Linked DNA regions of Oryctolagus cuniculus: region 2 is linked to region 1. Evidence: chromatin contacts called from public Micro-C data. All regions are on one chromosome and are shown on one strand. The core of a region is the stretch at or near the end of the contact, and the rest is flanking DNA. Distances in the headings are between cores, read along the strand shown.

Evidence for each region. A called contact is a pair of places that touch in the nucleus more often than the background predicts.
Region 2: a contact with region 1 is called in a Micro-C map of ear pinna, with 4 times the contacts expected there. The contact joins the promoter of SIK3 here to the promoter of ZPR1 in region 1. A contact is called at or near these places in 3 of 6 Hi-C or Micro-C datasets (ear pinna, psoas muscle and an unstated tissue).

The regions. Positions count from the first base shown.
Region 1 is chr1:108,743,309-108,748,680 of mOryCun1.1, reverse strand. ZPR1 (ZPR1 zinc finger) reads left to right here and starts at 1,261. Exons shown (of 14, transcript NM_001171408.1): 1 at 1,261-1,440; 2 at 1,589-1,750; 3 at 2,442-2,532; 4 at 2,848-2,918; 5 at 3,464-3,550; 6 at 3,649-3,771; 7 at 4,124-4,171; 8 at 4,316-4,382; 9 at 4,794-4,864. The coding sequence starts at 1,261. The region is part of intron 1 of BUD13 (BUD13 homolog); the gene reads left to right.
Region 2 is chr1:109,030,521-109,035,824 of mOryCun1.1, reverse strand. SIK3 (SIK family kinase 3) reads left to right here and starts at 3,271. Exons shown (of 23, transcript XM_070078639.1): 1 at 3,271-3,566. The coding sequence starts at 3,294.

The sequences.
Region 1 (5,372 bases), core at 12-2,511:
CTGGCTCCACTGAAATAGATGCTTATCATGGAAGCTTGCTGGCCTGCTGTGACTCTCATTTGGACATATACAGTCTGCAAAGCACACCCGTGCCCCACTGCAACCCCTTGTGCCTCTTCTCATCAGCCCCTCCCAGGGGCTCTGCTTTACGGCTTCTGGCTACACCACAGCTGTCTGTCGCGGCTGGTAGGGTGGACCCGGCTTGCAGGCTTTCTCTGCACTGGTCCTATTCAACAGGTTGCTTGCCACAGGACTGTGTGGGTGGAACACAGCCTGTCACTGCAGGAGAGTATGGCCTTGGTGGCACTGAGGTGCCTGCCTCTTTTGTCCCTGATGTTCTACACTCTGATGGCCTCTTTTTCTTGGGATCCCCCAAACTCTTAGCCCCTCACCCTCATACATACTCACTCAGGGTCACCAAAAGCCTTCCTGGACCCCCTGGGAACCGGGGGGTGAGGTGGGGCAAAGAGGAAAGGACAAACGGACCCCTTTCCCTCCGGCTGTCCCTGGAAGCACCCTTTCCCGCCCCTCCCACCACAAGACCCCCCACGAATCTGAGCGCATCACCTGGTCTTCCCTGACACTCTACATTTAGCCACTCTTAGCCACAAAGTTGTGGTCTGTGGCCCCAGCACAAGGAGAGGAAGTGGTAGAAAGAAAAGTGTGCCACGTTGGAAAGGAGGTGGTGGGGCTGTGGTCAGGAAGCCTGGAGGGTGAGTCAGCTGGGGGGGTGGGAGGGAGATGTGAGGGCGGCAAAAACGGGGGCTGCGTGCGCGCTGGAGGCTGGAAGTTGGGGAGGTGCTTAAGAAGGCAGAATGGGGAGTGGGACGCACACAAAGGGAGAGAGGGACCGAGGGGCTGAGAAGAAGCTGGGCCACCCCGAGAGGGGACCTGCAGCGCAGCTCCGTGGAGGATACCCAGGGAGGGACAAGCTAGGTCCCTCTGTCCTGGAGCTCCAATGTTTAGACCTAAGGGCTGAGAGAATTTTGTGAGATGCGGTGGAGCTATTGCCAAGAGCGGAAAAAAAAATGCCCCTGCGTCTAGAAAACACGTCCTGCAGGAAATCACGGCTGAACTGCGGCGGACCCAGCGGGCTGTGGCGGTCCACGCAACCCGGGTAAACCGGGAGCCCTCGTCTCCGACTGCCCGGCGAGTACTTTAAAAAGGGGCGAGGGCGGCGGCCGGCGGAAGTGCCGGGTAAAGGGGTGGGGCCGCGAGCGCGCCGGAAGCCGGAAGCCGAGGCTGGAGCTGCGCGTGGTGATGTCGGCCAGCGGGGCTGTGGAGCCCGGGCCCCCGGGGGCCGCGGCCGTCCCGGCTGCCCCCTCGCCCACCGCGGCCGGGCCTCCTGCCGCGGGGCACCTGTTCCGGCCCATCAACGCCGAGGACGAGGAGCAGCAGCCCACCGAGATCGAGTCGCTGTGCATGAACTGTTACCGCAACGTGAGACGGGGGCTCGGCGGCGGGAGGGCAGGGCTGGAGCGGGCGGGGGCCGGAGGTGTGTCCCGCCGGGCTGGCTCGGGGTCCGATCCATAAGGCGGGGAACCGGGGTTCCATTTGGTTCTTTCCTTCTTCCTCTGTGCTGCCGTAGGGCATGACGCGGCTGCTGCTCACCAAGATCCCCTTCTTCAGAGAAATCATCGTGAGCTCCTTCTCCTGCGAGCACTGTGGCTGGGACAACACGGAGATCCAGTCGGCAGGCAGGATCCAGGACCAGGGAGTGCGTTATGCCTTGACCGTCAGATCTTCGGAGGTGAGGGCATCCCAGCGCAGTGCCCCAGCGTATCAGGGCCTGAGGTCCGATCTGTGCGGTCAGACCAGGAATAAATTCCCACGGGTCTCCAAGCCTCGGTTTCCCCTTTTGGTGCCATCAGCTGCTCGGGTGAGATAGGATTTATAAACACGGCCTGTGGATTTTGTAGGAGCGTGAACTAAGCGAATGCTCTTCTCGCCCTTTGGGTAGCGTGTTCACGCCACTGGAGTGGAGAGAGGTGCTGCTGCTGGCTGGGCTGGTTCTTTCCCCAGGAGAAGCTGTGCTCCTTTTTTTTTTTTTTTTTTTTTTTGACAGGCAGAGTGGATAGTGAGAGAGAGAGAGACAGAGAGAAAGGTCTTCCTTTGCTGTTGGTTCACCCTCCAATGGCCGCCACGGCTGGCACGCTGCGGCTGGCGCACCGCGCTGATCCGAAGCCAGGAGCCAGGTGCTTCTCCTGGTCTCCCATGCGGGTGCAGGGCCCAAGGACTTGGGCCATCCTCCACTGCACTCCCTGGCCACAGCAGAGAGCTGGCCTGGAAGAGGGGCAACCGGGACAGAATCCGGCGCCCCGACCGGGACTAGAACCCAGGGTGCCGGAGCCGCAAGGTGGAGGATTAGCCTAGTGAGCCGCGGCGCTGGCCGAAGCTGTGCTCCTGATCTCTCCGCACTGAAGGTTTCCCCTTCTGTCCAGGACATGAACAGAGAAGTGGTGAAGACTGACTCTGCCACCACAAGGATCCCTGAGCTGGATTTTGAAATCCCTGCCTTCAGCCAGAAGGGAGGTGAGCTTAACGTCATTGAGGTATTCGGGCTGTTCATAGGTAGCTGGAGTCTTCTTGCTTTCTCGCATGGTCCCGCAAGGTATCAGGCCTAGTCGCTTGTGTATGTGTTTGGCCATGTGGTCATTGCGATCTTCATTGGTACAACAGTGGCTTGATATAGTACAGAGGGATAGTGAGGCAGTGGTGTCCTTATCATAGAATTTTAGCATCTCTGCTGTCAGAGCTGATGGCTTCCTGTTGTAGAGTGACCCAGGGTGGCATAGGCACTTGGGGGCGGAGCTTAAGACTCACTGACCTTTCCTTTCTGCTCATAAGCTCTGACCACTGTTGAAGGACTGATCAACCGTGCTATCTCTGGCCTCGAGCAGGACCAGCCCACACGAAGGGTGAGCTGGGGTTTTCTGGCTGCAGCAACTCAAGGGATAATTGCATATGTGGGTCTGGTAGAGCGTCAGCTTCCCAGGGGGCTCAATGGTGTCTCACTGACTGTCAGAGTACTTTGCGGGGAGCATGTGTGGTCCTGCAGTGGCCAGGGTGCTATATTTCCTTTCTCCTCCCTCCCCCAGTGTATGCTCAGGCCTCATCCTGGACAACTTAACAATGCCTCTGAATCCTGATCCCCTTCTGGTTCTCTGTGCTTTCTAAATGTCCCTTTGTATTTTATACTTAGCATCAGAGAAATAACATAACTGTGCATTTGGTCATCTGGCTGCAGCTGAGTCGGGAGCCCCATCAGAGGTCTGTTCTGTCCCTTACCCGGCATGAAGGTGGCCTGGGCCACATAAATAAAAGATACCCTGGCACCACCCATCAACTTCAGGCTCGTTTTTGACATCTCATTGCTCAGTTCCCATTCACACTAAGACAGGTGTCAGTCTCTTGGTGGACATGGCATGACAGGGCTGACGCTTTTACTTTCTGTTTATGGTAGGCGAATGAAGATGCCATAGCTGAAAGAATTGATGAGTTCATCGTCAGACTGAAAGAACTAAAACTAATGGACTCTCCTTTCACTCTGGTGAGTATTGTGGGGTTATAGTTGCTCAGGACAGACCATTCAAACTGCCTGGGACTGTGAGCATTGTATATGAGTTCTTGTTGCAATTACTCTGTTAGATCATCGATGATCCTTCAGGGAACAGCTTTGTGGAAAACCCACATGCCCCTCAGAAAGATGATGCCCTGGTGATCACACACTACAGCCGCACCCCAGAGCAGGAGCAGATGCTGGGGCTCCAGGTAAGTAGACTGAAGGAGCAAGAAGAATAGTCTGGAGATATCTTGCACGCTGGATTGCTTGTGGTCAGCAGAAGCTCTCTTTGCTGCTGATGCCCTGTGACGCTACCTCAGCTTGTCTGTGCCTCTCATCTAACTCATGTCCAGGACTTGGTGTAAACTTCACAGAAAGGAAGCAGTGACTGTGGGCCCATTTTGAGCCCTGTTCTTCCCCGGCTTGGGGCTTCACTTGCTGGATTCCTTCCCCCATGAGGTGGCACCTGACATAACCGCAGTGTTTCTCCCAGTCCAGGGCAGGGTGTCGGGTGAGCTGAGGTCCCCCTGCCAACTTGTGATCTGTATCTCTGCTGTTTAGGCAGAAGCGCCAGAGGAGAAGCCCGAAGAGGAAGATCTCAGAAATGAAGTGAGTCATTCTGCCTGCTGTTGAGGGAGGAGCAGAGTTGTGGGCCCAGAAGATGTTAGGTGACCATGAGCAGCCTGGGCGGATGTCTTTAGCCTAAGCATCACACCCAGGAGGGCTCACCCTGTGCCCCATATTGTCTTCCAGGTGCTGCAGTTCAACACAAACTGCCCAGAATGCAATGCCCCAGCTCAGACTAACATGAAGCTAGTACGTATCTTTTGGCAAGCTCTTGGGATGCTCTTCTGACTCAGGCAGGAGGACTGTATTTTGGCCACGAGCCAAGTAGCCGAGTATATCTAAAATTGTGTTTGCAGTATTGAAGAGGATAATGCTGCCTTTGATTAAACATGTAATTTCACTTTGGGTTCACAGGGAAACTCATTCCATGGTTTTGAGGCTCCTGTGTGTGTGGCTTGAGTCACGTCTTCATATGTGAATGATCAGGAGTTGCCAGGGGTCGGGAGCTTGCTCTCTTCTGAGCCCTCTCGGAGTTAGGCTGCCTCTTGTGATACAATTCTGTGGTCGTGGGAGCAACACCTGTTTGTGTGGGGTTCGGCTTTGTTTTTCCCCAGAGAGTGCTCTTGCTTCCCTGGAAGCAGAATTCCTTAACTCCATCTGCCAGAAATCCCCCACTTTAAGGAAGTTATCATCATGGCCACCAACTGCGAGAACTGTGGACATCGGACCAATGAGGTGAGTGGGCTCCATCGAATGAGAAGACTAGCTTGAGGGCAGCCCCCCTCTGACTCACATTCCTCCTGATTTTGCCTGGGGAGGAGGGATGGGAGGGAATGGTGGACTGGAACTTTCCCTTGGGCTTAGCGTTGGTAAGGAACTCTTGAAGGAACAGAGAATGAGCCTAGTGAAGGAAAGTTAGAGAAATCCTAATGTAGAACGATAGAAAGAGAAGGCTTTTTTTTTTTTTTTTTAAATCAATTTATTTGAAAAAGTTAAAGAGAGAGAGATTTTCCATCCTCTGGTTCACTCCCCAGATGGCCACAATGGCTAGGGCTGGGCCAGGCTGAAGCCAGGAGCTTCCTCTAGGTCTCTCACGTGGGTGACAGAGGCCCAAGCACTTAGGCCATCTGCTGCTGCTTTTCTGAGGTCATTAGCAGGGAGCTGGATCGGAAGTGTAGCAGCCTGGACATGAACCAATGCCTGTATGGGATGCCAGCGTTGCAGGTGGCAGCTTAACCTGCTG
Region 2 (5,304 bases), core at 2,022-4,521, 290 kb before region 1:
TCAAGTCCTGGCTGCTCTATTTCCCATACAGCTCCTTGCTAATGCATGTAGGAAAACAGCAGAAGATGGCCTGAGTGCTTGAGTCCCTGTACCCTTGTGAGACACTGTGATGGAGTTCCAGGCTCCACCCAATGCTGGCCGTTGCAACCATTTGGGGAGTGATCCAGAGAATGGAAGATATCTTTCCCTCTCTCTCTGTGTAACTCTGCCTTTCAAATAAATAAATATATATAATATTTAAAAATTATATAACCTACCTCATAGAGTTGTGGTAAGGATTTAAGTGAGTTCAGATATGGAAACTGTTTAGCATAGTGCCTGAGAAATTGCTATTGTTATTGAATATGAGCTCTTCTTCTCAAACCTAATTTAAATTGTGGTACTCAATAAATCTTTATTAAATATATATATATATCTAGGGGCAGACATTTGGCCTAGCAGTTAAGACACTGGATTAAGATGCCCATATTCCATATTGGAGTGGCTGAGTTCCATTCCTGGCGCTGGCTCCTGCTTCCTGCTAATGCAGACCTGCCCCACCTGGGGAACCAATAGACGGGAGCTGTCTGTCTCTGTCTCTCAAATAAATGTACAAACATCAAATCTATACATCTGAACTATTTTCCTTTCTTCCCCAATCATCTCTGATTAGTCTCCTTCTCAATTTTCTATATTCTTTCCACCCAAGGAGACTCTTCGGGGAGCTCTCCAGCAGGCACACAACTTGGACGTACCATCTACTAGCCTGAATGCATGCAGCCAGGGAGCATAAATGGTATAATGCACAGCACATGGTATGCACTCCGGTCAAGATCAGGGGACAAGGGTGATTTGCCTCTTCTCTTTGGAACTTGGACCAGTGCTCCATTTTCTAGGTCCTCCTTATCGTTTTGTTTTTTGATGAAAGAGAGGCACACGTTGTCGTACTTGTCATTCAACTGTCTGTGAGTGGAGGAATGCTCTGTGAGTGCAAAGTCACTTGGGAGCAGGGCTTCAGTTCTGCAGCCTCCAGAGTGAAAGATAAGGTTGCTGTTGTTGAGTCCCCCCCCCCACCCCACCGAAACAGTGAGAAAGTAAAATGTAGCCGGCGCCGTGGCTCACTAGGCTAATCCTCTGCCTGCGGCGCCGGTACACCGGGTTCTAGTCCCGGTCGGGGTGCCGGATTCTGTCTCGGTTGCTCCTTTTCCAGTCCAGCTCTCTGCTGTGGCCCGGGAAGGCAGTGGAGGATGGCCCAAGTGCTTGGGTCCTGCACCCCATGGGAGACCAGGAGAAGCACCTGGCTCCTGGCTTTGGATCAGCGCATCGCGCCAGCTGTAGCGGCCATTTGGGGGGTGAATCAATGGAAGGAAGACCCTTCTCTCTGTCTCTCTCTCTCACTGTCTAAATCTGCCTGTCAAAAAAACAAATAAATGAATAAAAAATAAAGGTAAAACAGGCCTGGGATGCCAAAGCTGTAGTCCCTGAGAGAGGCAGGTAAGGCCCAGAAAGTGTAGGAGTGGCTGGCCACACCCCATTTATCTGGTGTTGAATGTGTTCAGCTGATGATCAGTGCAGGAAGTCGAGGTCCTCTTCAACCTTATCCTTATTTGTTAGTGAAGAAGCCAATTAGGAGCTGGTGACTGACACTGGCATCCCATATGGGCACCAGTTCGAGTCCTGGCTGTTCCACTTCTGATCCAGCTCCCTGCTAGTGTGCCTGGGAAAACAGCAGCAGATAACTCAATTGCCTGGGCCCTTGCACCCACGTGGGAGACCTGGAAGAAGCCCTGGCTCTTGTGGCCATTTGGGGAGTGAACCAGTGGATGGAAGATCTCTCTCTGTCTCTCTTTTCTCTGTAACTCTGCCTTTCACATACAATCAATATATCTTTTAAATAAGGTAATTAGTGTTAACTGTGCTGGCAATTTGGAACAGCCACCACTTCTGTCCCACCCTAGTCTCAAAGTCAGATGGGGAATCAAAGCACCAGGAAATGTTCCCTGGTTGCAGAGTATACACACCTGTGCTCCCTCTCACACATATGCAACCCTGTAGGTTTTGGTTTTTAACATTGTACATGCAGTGACCTGACAGTATGGTTCCAGGGTTGCAAAAGACAGTGCAATGGATCAGTATAGAGTGCAGGAATCACATTTCAACAATCCTCCCTCCACCTCCTTAGCCTGCGGGAACACCGTCTTCATATTGACCGCCCACTTCCCCTCCCCTTCACTCCCACCTTAAGCAGCTAAGTGTATCTACTTAAGAAAGGGGGGGGGGGGGAGGAGCAGCCTGGGAGCCAGCGGAGGCTGTGGAATGTCAGAGGGAAGAAGGGATAGGAGTTTTATTGCTGAAGTTACAGAGCCGATCACCTTTAATGTCCTTGGAGAGTTACTAGTATGGATGGAATTTTAAATTCTATTATTTACTTACGTGTTTTGCCCAACAGACCGTGCTAGTCTTTAAAGATGACGTGGCTTACCAGACAATGCACCACTGCTTCGTCAGGGTTAACAAGAGCGTGCAGACACTGACAGACACGTAGCTATAGAACTGTTCAGGGATGGGGGTGGTAGGAAGGAAAATGACGTACACCCTCCCTGGCCCTCACCCACCCCGGGACTGGAGTGCGTATTTGGGCTGATTTCTCCGCCCTTGAAAACGCAAATCCTGGTTTCCCTCTATATTTAGTGATAACGCGATTGATCGCACAGGGCGAGCTGGATTTTGTAAGAGGAAGGAATTTTACCAAACAACTCCCCTGCCTTGCTACCAACTTGGTTACAGTTGCTTAAATACCCTCGCTATTCCTGCCTTTGTGGCCTCAGGGGCTAAAGTGGGACAAGGCTGGTATTTTTGGTGATGAGGAAGTACTTTTGCTTTAAGGGAGGTTGGTGGCGGTTGAACTGGGACAGAGGTCACCGTCGGGGTCACATTGGCCCTTCCAGGCCCGGCGGGACTTGGCTGCGGGTCGGGCGTCAGGCTCCCGCAGGCGGGCAGCGCTGCGGAAAGCCTCCAGATTGAGGTTCCCTCTGCCTGCTCCCCGGAGGGGGGCACCCTGGAGCCGGCACCCAAGGAACCCGGGCCCAGGCGGGAAGGTCGAGCTCCCCGGTGAGGTCACGGTTGCCATGGCTCTGGGCAGTGACGCGCGTCGGCACGTGACGAGCGGTTGCCATGGCGCCGGGCGCCCGGCGCGCGGGCGCTCCGCCTCCCGGAGTGACGTCCGTCGGGCCCCCCTCCTTTTCCCGCCCCCCCCGTGCCCCCTCCCCCCCAGCCGGCTCCCCGCGGCCCCGGAGGTTTCACTGCACAACAAGATGGCGGCGGCGGCGGCGAGCGGAGCTGGCGGGGCTGCCGGGGCCGGAGCGGGGGGAGCCGGGCCGGCGGGCCGCCTGCTGCCTCCGCCTGCCCCGGGGCCCCCGGCTGCCCCCGCCGCTGTGCCCCCGTCGGCCGGCCCGCCGCGTCCCTCAGCCCCGGCCTCCCGCGGGCCGATGCCCGCTCGCATCGGCTACTACGAGATCGACCGCACCATCGGCAAGGGCAACTTCGCCGTGGTCAAGCGGGCCACGCACCTCGTCACCAAGGCCAAGGTACCGGCGCCGCGGGATCGGGCGGCTGAGGGGCGGCGCGGCCCGGGACGATCGGGGCGACCCGCGACCCCCCGGCTGAGCGGCGGGCGCCGCGAGCTGGGCTCGGCGTGTCGGGGAGCGTTGGGGAGCCGGGGCACGGCTCGGGGCTGCGTGAGGCGGTGGGAAACACGGGCTCCCGAGAGAGGGGCTGAGGGGCAGGCGTGGGGAGGGTCGGCCGGGCGCTGTAGGGGGCGGTGGGCGGCTGGCTGGAAAGAAGGGGCTGGAACTCTCCGGGGCCGGGCGACTGGAAGCCCAGAGGAGTGTGGAACCAGCGGTTAGGAAATCCTGGGGAGTGAGAGCAGGGGCGTGTGAAGTGTGGCCAGGAGGATGGGGAAGACGGGGGCCGGACTGGCAGACCGGCTCGGAGGAGAGCGAGGCCGGCCGCGTAGCGGTGCAGGGTCCAGGGCGCGACGCGGAGCCTGGCACCTGGTGCCAGAGGTGGGAGCGCGCGTTGGCTCCTCCGAGGCTGCAGAGAGGGGGCCCGTGGGGGCCTTTGGGGGGACACGGCTGTTGCAAGGAGCCGTGCAGAAAATGGGGCCAGGAGGACAATTGTTTTCTTGTCCCTAGGAAGGGGTCCGGGGAGAGCGACCCGAGGGGAAGGGGGAGGCGGGCAGGTCTCCGGTGGCCCTGGGAAATCAGGGGTTAAACCATTGGGGAGCGCTGGGTTGCTGGTTATTTTTAGTTGTTGGAGGGTCGGGAGCTGTGGGCTTTGTAGAACCTAGGGTGGGCTTTCAGTGGCTTGGGAAAGCTTGCGACTGAGGAACTAGTCGCGGGAGGATCCCATTCCGTGGGCCCTTAGGTTCCCCAGGGATTCTTGGAGCCGGAGTGGTGAAATTGGCCAAGGTCAGTTAGGAAGCCATGTATGTATACATGAGAAATTGCGTGTTTGATGGAAACACTGCCAGTACTTTCTTCATTGGTAGTGTTGACATCAGGAGGCATCTTTCGGTTTTGGTGGAACCCACAAAGCCCATCTTAGCTGCACCTTTTCTTTGCTCGGTATCGCACTTGAATGAATACTTTTCATGTAGTCATTCATATATTGAAAACTGCAGTTGTGTTTTCCCTCAACCTGACGGCTGAAGGAGCCGATGGCTGCTGCTGTTTCCTACCAAAGCCACATCAGTTCCCCTCAGCCCAGCCTCTGGTTATCACGACCTGCCTTGTTATTTTGGCTTTTATGGCAATCACTTGTTTTCAGAGGCCAGTGACTTATTTAGGCCTTCTCTCCTGCTCTCTTGCAACCTTGAAGTTCCTTCCCCCCCCCCCTTCTGTCAAAGACTACAAGGGGCCTTTCTTACCAGGGTGGCAGGGAGGGTGGCTGTGGCACATTGATTGGTCAGTTTCACTTCCTCTGGAGGGCCCCTTCAGTTTTTTTTTTTTTCTTCTGGAGGGTGGGGGTCAGTTTTTATCAGAAGGCCTCTAGTTTGCAGGTCAGAGCTGAATGAGATATACCAAAGTCCAGGGATCCCTGACCACCCTGGAGGGGAGCAGACTCCCAAGATGAGTGGATCTCTTCACCCCCCACTGTTGCCAGTCCCATTTACTGTTAGCCAAGCCAAACTTCTATTTACAAACAGTGTGCCTTGTTCCTTGTTTTGATATTTTCCCCACCCCCTCCACTAAGCAATCACATTGTGCTCCTGTGATTATTTTGCTCTGACCTCTGGGGGATGGACTCCGTGAACTTAATTGGTTG